Linked DNA regions of Mustela erminea: region 2 is linked to region 1. The links are chromatin contacts, called in public Hi-C maps. All regions are on one chromosome and are shown on one strand. The core of a region is the stretch at or near the end of the contact, and the rest is flanking DNA. Distances in the headings are between cores, read along the strand shown.

What was found. Hi-C and Micro-C count contacts between places; a contact is called where the count stands out from the background.
Region 2: a contact with region 1 is called in a Hi-C map of spleen, with 2.9 times the contacts expected there. The contact joins the promoter of TIPARP here to the enhancer-like site in region 1. A contact is called at or near these places in 2 of 3 Hi-C or Micro-C datasets (fibroblasts and spleen).

Annotation. Positions count from the first base shown.
Region 1 is chr1:138,398,068-138,401,643 of mMusErm1.Pri, reverse strand. No RefSeq gene overlaps it. Among named protein-coding and RNA genes, the nearest start is that of CCNL1, 31 kb to the right of the region's middle. Within about 2 kb of position 1,748, the one cell type or tissue checked has open chromatin away from gene starts, as enhancers often do. A contact at or near this core is called in fibroblasts, where this site is marked.
Region 2 is chr1:138,821,819-138,825,655 of mMusErm1.Pri, reverse strand. TIPARP (protein mono-ADP-ribosyltransferase TIPARP) reads left to right here and starts at 2,506. Exons shown (of 6, transcript XM_032343991.1): 1 at 2,506-2,739.

The DNA.
Region 1 (3,576 bases), core at 499-2,998:
GCTCTGGGCCATAAATCAGGAAGCTGGGGCTGCTTCTTCCTGTTCCCTGAGGTTCTGTGGGGCCTTTAGCAAGTCACACCATCCTTTTGGGCCACCTTGGCATTTGACTCTTTCCTCCAAAGTCCCTTCCTGTGCCAATGTGAGGAGATCAGAGCAGCCATCCTAAAAGTCCTTTTCAGTTCTGAAAGTCAATCACCCTCTATCATGGAGTTCTTAAATACAGCGGGTCTGGCTCAGCCTGCCCCTGGCGGCAAGCCTTCTATGGATAAGTCTTTCCCCGTGGCTCGCAACTGCCATATCTGCTCCCTCCCAGGAGAGTACTGAATACATAGCTTCATGAATGCCCTGGCACTCTGATGAGGGTTCCTGTCCTTTCTTGAGCAGGTTTTTCAGCCCCTCTCCTCCCAACCTGGGCTGGACTGTCACCTCTCCCCACCAATCCCTGGGAAGTCAGGGGTTGGACTGTGGAGACTCAGCAACTGAACTGTGACTCTTCATCCATGCAATAAGCCTGTCGTCATTGCTCCTTGAGGTGGGCCTGCCAGACGAGTACTGGTGTCACTCTGTTGACATAGGGAGAGATTCCTGCCTATTTGGTGACCTTGAGGACAGATGCTGTTTGGTGGATGGATGTCACCTCTGTCCTTGGAGCATCTGGAGCCCCCAGGGTCCCCATAATGCTGTGTCCCCTTGCCTCAGCCCTGGCCACACTTTACCAGGAACTTCTTGTTTCCAGAACCTTCTTGGCTCCTTTGAATCACAAAGATGCTCTCTGGAACTCTGTGGACTTTTGCCACATCCATTCAGTTGGGTTCTCGTGTTTCCCCTGAAAAAGTGAACCACCCTTTTCTGCTTGTCCAGCAAAGAAATCTACCTTTTATTTATCACATGGGCTCAGGCACTGCCCTCACCTTGAAAGGAGGAAACTGAACACAAATTATCTGTGTTGTAAACTAGCTTCCCCTTCAGTCCAGATCCCAGTGCAGAGTTGGCCTGCACAAGCCAGGCTCTCTTCCTCCTGGGTGTGTGCTTAGCTGCCGAGAAGAGAGAAAGGCCTATTGTTCAAGCATAGCTGGCGCTCTCCATCAGGCCACGGGCTGGGTGTTCCCCCTGGGACGTGGGAAAGCAGCCTCCAAGATCCCATCATCTCCTGCCTGTGCTCTGTTTGCTTTTGTTTCTGGTCTTTCCTTCTCTGCTGTGTGCCTTTGCCAGGCACTCGGTGCCTCTCTAGTGCTTATTTCTTCCTTTAGCCTTTGCACAGTGAATGCCTTTTGTATGCTTCTGGCATTGCTTACCCTTCATGGAGCAGAGTGAATGTCTCTCCCACCTAAGAGGCCTGCTCCTGGCTGGCCAGTGGATCAGCGGGGCCTAGGGAATGAACAAAGGCACATTTGGTCCCCAGGGAGCTTGGGGGTAGGGCCTGGGTCTGGAATGTTGGGTCTCCTCTGCCTGGATTCAGAAGGAGGGCTGCTGCTTCCCAGAGAGTTGGGGGTGAGGAGTGGTGGCAGGGGAGGCGTGGGGGTTGGAGGTTGAGTTTGGCCTTCTGGTCCTACCCTTGTCTGCTCAGTATCCAGCCCAGCTCAACATCTGAAAGAGAAGCATGGCAGGAGGAGCCAGGAAATTCTAGTTGGGCCCGCCTCTGCCACCGTGTGACCCAGCGCCCCACGGGGCCTCCCAGGGTGAGCCTTCCTTCTCTGTCCCAAGTGGGGCAGTAACTCCAGCCCCACCCGCCTGCTTCCTGGGGCTGATGTGAGGAGCGAACATAACACTCTGTGAGAAGCAAAAGCCCTTTGTGAGTCAGCGGTGGGAGTCATTGCTCTGTCTTTCCCCATTATTTACCAGGCCGCCCCTCCACCGGGGGCCCCATAAGCATCTCGTGAACTCGTGCTGCCCCCTAGTGCCCAAAGTGCTCCTCAGCATGCATTTCTTTTAAAGTAAATTTCTATTAAATCCTAAAAAGTAATCCTGATGAATATGCAGTAATGGGCCCCGCCTGGATCGTACCCATTTTTATATCAATTTGTCATAAAATTTAATTTTAGATACCATTTTAATGGAGCAAGTGGACTACGAAGAAAAAAGTGCCTACTGCAGCCCTAGACTGGAAGGGGGAGTGTGTATGAGCTCAGTGTCCCCCATGTTGCTCCCCAGGGGCTGGCTGGGGCCTGATGGTGGCCTTTCCCCAAAAAGGCCCATGTTCCCCGCAAGATGCTGGGGATGGGGAGGAACACGTGAGAGAGCAAAGCACTTGGCTCTTCTTCAGGCTTTAAAACCTTTAAATCCCCAAAGATGATAAAAGGCCTTGATAAATCGCTATCTTTCTCTTTGCTGATAATGAGACAATGCTAGTTGGCCTGGAGAGAAGTTAGAGTTCCTACAGATTAGAAATAACAAGTGAGGGCGCCTGGGTCACTCAGTTGGTTAGGTGACTGCCTGGGGTCCCACGTCAGGATCCCTGCTTGGAGGGGAGTCTGCTTCTCCCTCTGATCCTCTCCCCTCTCATGCTCTCTCTCTCACTCTCTCACTCTCTCTCAAGTAAATAAATAGAAAAGAAAAAAGAAAAAAAGAAAGAAAGAACAAGTGACCAGTAGCTGTGAGGTTCCCTTCTTTATGAGAAGCCTCCTCACACATGTTCTCCCAAGACTGCTCACTGCAGCCTGGAGGTAGCAATTGCTTTTATTTTCAGGTGAGGAATTTGAGGTCTCAGGGTCACGTGTGGGTCAGAGGGGAGCAACAGCTTGAAACCGGGTGTTCTGGCTTCAAAGCCCTCACCTTCTCACCACACTGAGTGCTTGGAATTGAGTTCCCCCAGCCTTGCAGGATGAGAACAGTCCACAAGGTGGGGAGGAACCCACTGCACACAAAAAAGTAACAAGTCTTTCCCTCCGTACCTGTGGAATGAAATAATCTGGTCAACAGTCCCTCTCCGGTCATGATGAATAGTAGACTGAAAACTCATGCCCTTTGTCCTGGATAACCACTTTCCTTTTCCTTTCTCATCTGACAGATTCCTTCACAGCATTCAACATTCCAGTAACTCTTTACTTCCCTAACCAGCTTTTCCCCAGGCATCTAAGGAGTTTCCTTTTAGATTCAGCTTCCTGTCATTGGGACGGGGTGAAAGGTTGCTGGACTTCTGGAACTTTCACCCTGTGTCCTCCCCTCCTGCTCCATGCCCTCTCTGTTCTCCTCCTCCTAAGCAGGCAGGATGGTAAGCGTCTAGGGATTCACTGCCCAACTGAGAATTTTGTCCACTGGTGCCAAATATCATCCTGCTTTGAGGGAACCAGGGAGCATAACCCTGAAACGCTTAGAGGGGGCCTGACAGTGGAGGGGCAGGTGGACAGCTCGTCACAGAGGCCTGGGGGACCCAGGAAGGCAGTTGACAACCCATCATGGGAACTGCTAGTTCCAGGACTGGGTTTTCTTAGACGAGCCTCTGACACCCACAGTGCCGAGAAGTGACCTAAAGGCTTGCTTCTCTACCCACAAGAGACAGGTACATTCCAGCACGAGTGCAGAAAGCCTTTTTCCAGATCCTCCATCTCTGGGGTGGAACTAAGTGAAATTATACCT
Region 2 (3,837 bases), core at 1,257-3,756, 420 kb before region 1:
AAAAACTAAGAACTAGCTAGAGTTTTCAACTGCCTCAAGAGACATGGGTAGGGAATGGAAGGTGAAAAATTTGTGTTCAGGGCCTAAGAAAGAAAGACTTTAAACTGGAATTCCAAAGGGCTACACTCTGGAAGTAATTTTAACTAGTAACTTTTAACTATTAATCCATGGAATAAGGTGGTCTACCCTTAATCCAAGGGACCCCCAATGAACCACACCTTCTTATATTTGTATTCATGGTCTCCTGTGGGTCCCTCCCATGTAGATGCTGAGCTTGTCATATGCCTTGTTCTGGTGACAGACACATTAACAAGCATGATGCAAGCAAAAGCTTGCATATTGAGGCTTGTCCTCTTGGACTGCTCTCTCTTGGAACCCTGAGATTATCATGCTGTGAGGAAGCCCAAATGAATCCTGAAGACAAGGCTTACAGAGAAAAACTAGGGAATCCAGCTAATAGCCAGAACAGAGGCCCAAGACATATGGCCCTAGATGAGCCAGGCCCAGCTATTTGAACCACCCCAGTTGAGACCCTAGGCATCACCAAGCAGAACTGAGCCACATGCACTATGCACTGTCTGAATTCCAAAGCCAGAGAATCCAGAATCATGGGCAAATAAGAACTGTTATTCTAAATCACTAAGTTTTGGGGTGGTTTGTACACAGCAATAAATAACTGAACTGCTACGAAAATAAAAATAATGTATAACTTACTGGTGGGAGAGAATAGAATTAAAAATATTTAATCCAAAAGAAGGCATGAAATCTAAGGACCATAGAACAGATTGAGACAAAGACCAAATAGTAAAAATGGTAGATTTAAACTTAGATACTTGCTTCTAGGTAACTCTATGTAGGGGTAGGCACAGACCAAGATACTGTCTTAATACAGCTGTTAAGCCTGAAAATTCTATCTTACCTATTAGTGTCTGAATTTTGTCCATATCATTACTATCTTAGTTGAATGGCCATGACTTGATGCAATTTGAAATAAGCCGCTGGGGAGGTACTACCCTTAATCTATTTTCTGCTGGTGTTTCACCCAATCTGGTTTTGAAGAGTTTAAGAAAGCTCGAAACCATTATCTCTACTACTGCTGCTGCTTAGCTACTATTTTTACAGGCTTTCATGTTTTGTAAGGGAATAGTTGGCTTTTTCAACCCAGAAACTCTCCGAATTATGGAATTCAGTCGGTTTAGATTTCAGGCCACCGGCAGAGAGCATCTCTTCGCAAGCAGTGTTCCCTTCTCCTTTTCTGCCAGCTACTGGGGGATATAGCCATAATTAACTTTTTTTTTTAAGATTTTATTTATTTATTTGACAGAGAGATCACAAGTAGGCAGAGAGGCAGGCAGAGAGAGAGAGAAAGAGGGAAGCAGGCTCCCGGCTGAGCAGAGAGCCCGATGCGGGACTCGATCCCAGGACCCTGAGATCATGACCTGAGCCGAAGGTAGCGGCTTAACCCACTGAGCCACCCAGGCACCCAGCCATAATTAACTTTGAGCAAAAGGGTCTTTCTCCTCCGATATAATAGTGATTATATGAATCTAACGTAGTGCCTCTACTTCCATCACTGAAATTCAATATAGGAAGGGCATTTTATAGTCCAGAAACTATAGCAAAGACTTTTATAGACCAAGACATTTTATAGTCCAGAAACTATAGCAAATTCACATGCAGTGTATATTTTAAACACGAATACATGGTGTTCTGCAAGTTCCATGAAAAGAGGCATGGCGTCCGAGTTAATCAGGGCTGTAGCCTAAACCTAGTTGCATGCCTGGCACGCAACAGACACTCGACAAACATTTGTTGAATGAATAAATTAGTCATTACGGTACTTAAAAGCTTTCTAGAACAGATTCGCGCTTCTACTGTCAAAGCCCCAAAGCCGAGTTTCCCTTCTGTCAGGCTACGTTCCCCCTGAAACTGGCGCGCTAGCGACCGCGGCGGACCGGCTGCCGACTCGGGTGCGCGGCGGGCCATCCGTCAGGCTTGGGGCGGGCGACCCCGTCTGGCCACAGCGGCTGTAGCAGCCGTTTGCCTCCTGTCGGGGTCCCGCGGCGTCAAGGGCAAGAGGCGTTTTGTGAGGAGGCAAATAAAGCCAACCGCACAGAAACGGCTCGTTCTGTCTCACATCCTCTCTCGGGTGCCCGGGTTTCCTCGGAACCCAGTGATCCTCCGTGTGTTTGCGGGCACGTAGAGTCTGCCCCACGCGGCCCACACTTCCCCTCCTCACAGCCGCGCGCTCCCCAACGCGCGCAGACCTGGACTCGCCGGTACCCAGCCGGCGCGCGGAAGGACACGCCCCCTCGCGGGAACACGCGGCCATCGCACGCACACTTCGCGCGCCTCCCTGCAAGCGAGCGCGCACGCGCACGTGGGGCGGGCCTCCTGAGCGGCACCCACTGAGCGCCGGGCCCTCTCACCCCACCCCTCTTCCCCCGCTGCTCAGGCTCCGCCTCCGCGACGGGACAGCCGAGAAGAGGCGACCGGAAGCCACTTTAAAGCAGAGCTCCCGGTGACAGGCGAGAGAGCTGGTTCGGCAGTGCGGTCGCGGCTTTCTGCACTCCCGGCGGCGGAATGGCCCGTGCGCTGCTCGTCGCGTCTCCGGCCTGCGACCCTTAGACGCCCAAGCCCGCTCTCCGCGCCAATCCTCCCGCGCGGACGCTACCAGCGAGCCGGCGGTGCGGCGGCGACTCGGCTCCTGCGGTCGCTTCTCTCAGGCTGCTCGATCAGGTGAAGGGCTCCGGGTGGGCTCTGAGGGGCGGGCGAGAGACCCTAGCTGGGATGGCGGGCGCGGACGGTGGCGCCGGCCTCGCAGCCTTTCGGGGGATCTAGGGTGATTGATATTTAGACTGTGCGTTTTCTTCCTGCCGAATTCATTCGGATCCAGTCAGTATCGGGATGGGATTGGCTTACACTTACTAATCACTTACGGCCTCGGGCAGGTGTATAAATCGGAGGGAGACACTGAAGGGTTTAGTCGCGGTCGCCGGCGTCTCCGGGTTCCCACTTGGTCTGGGTGGGCGCGGGGGGCGCGTCTATGCGGCCTCCCCCGCCGGGCGGACCCCGAGCGCTCTGAGGCGGAGGAGCAGTTCGCAGATCGAGGCGCCGGGCACGGCAGCTGAGGGGAGCCTTCCGGCAGACCCGCATTCCGGCTGCAGCCCAGAAGTTTGCAGGCTGTTTTCAGATCAACTTTGAAGGCGCAGAAGTGTTCGCCTGTTTCCTGGCCGCCACCCCGAGAGCCGCCGACCGCGTTTCCCCTTGCACCTCTCGGCTCCTTTCTGGAGCCTCCGAGACTGGCAGGACGATCCTGTCGGGAAGGTCGGTTGAGGAGGCGAGGAAGAAATTAACTGTGGAAGGCGCCGTGAGGGGCTTCTGGGATGGAGGGAAGCCTGGGCGGGGCGGGGGGCGCTCGTTGGGACCAGGCTGCAGCTAGGGTTCGGGGGGCGCTCCGGTGCCTGCCGAGGGCCATTGAGGGGGTGGGATGCTTCGGAACGCCGGGAATTGGCCGAGCCCGGCGGCGCCTCAGCTGCGGTGCGCTGAGCGGAGTTGGCCCGGCCCGGGGGGCGGAGCTGCGAAAACCGCCGCGGCCGGCAGGAGGCGTCTCTCGGACCCGGGCTCGGCGTCCCGGTGTCGCGTCGCGGCTGGTCGACGAGGAGTCCTGAGTTTGCAGATGGTGGTGTCCGCGCTCGGTGCCAGGGGCCGGGAGTCCCGGAGGACTGGGGACATCACGAGGCGAGGGGTGGAGCGGTAGGTCCCTGCAGCGGGGGACCGGAGGAAGTGTCCTTCCAGTCTTTATTTTTCTGTTATGCAAACTAATTGAGGAACTAG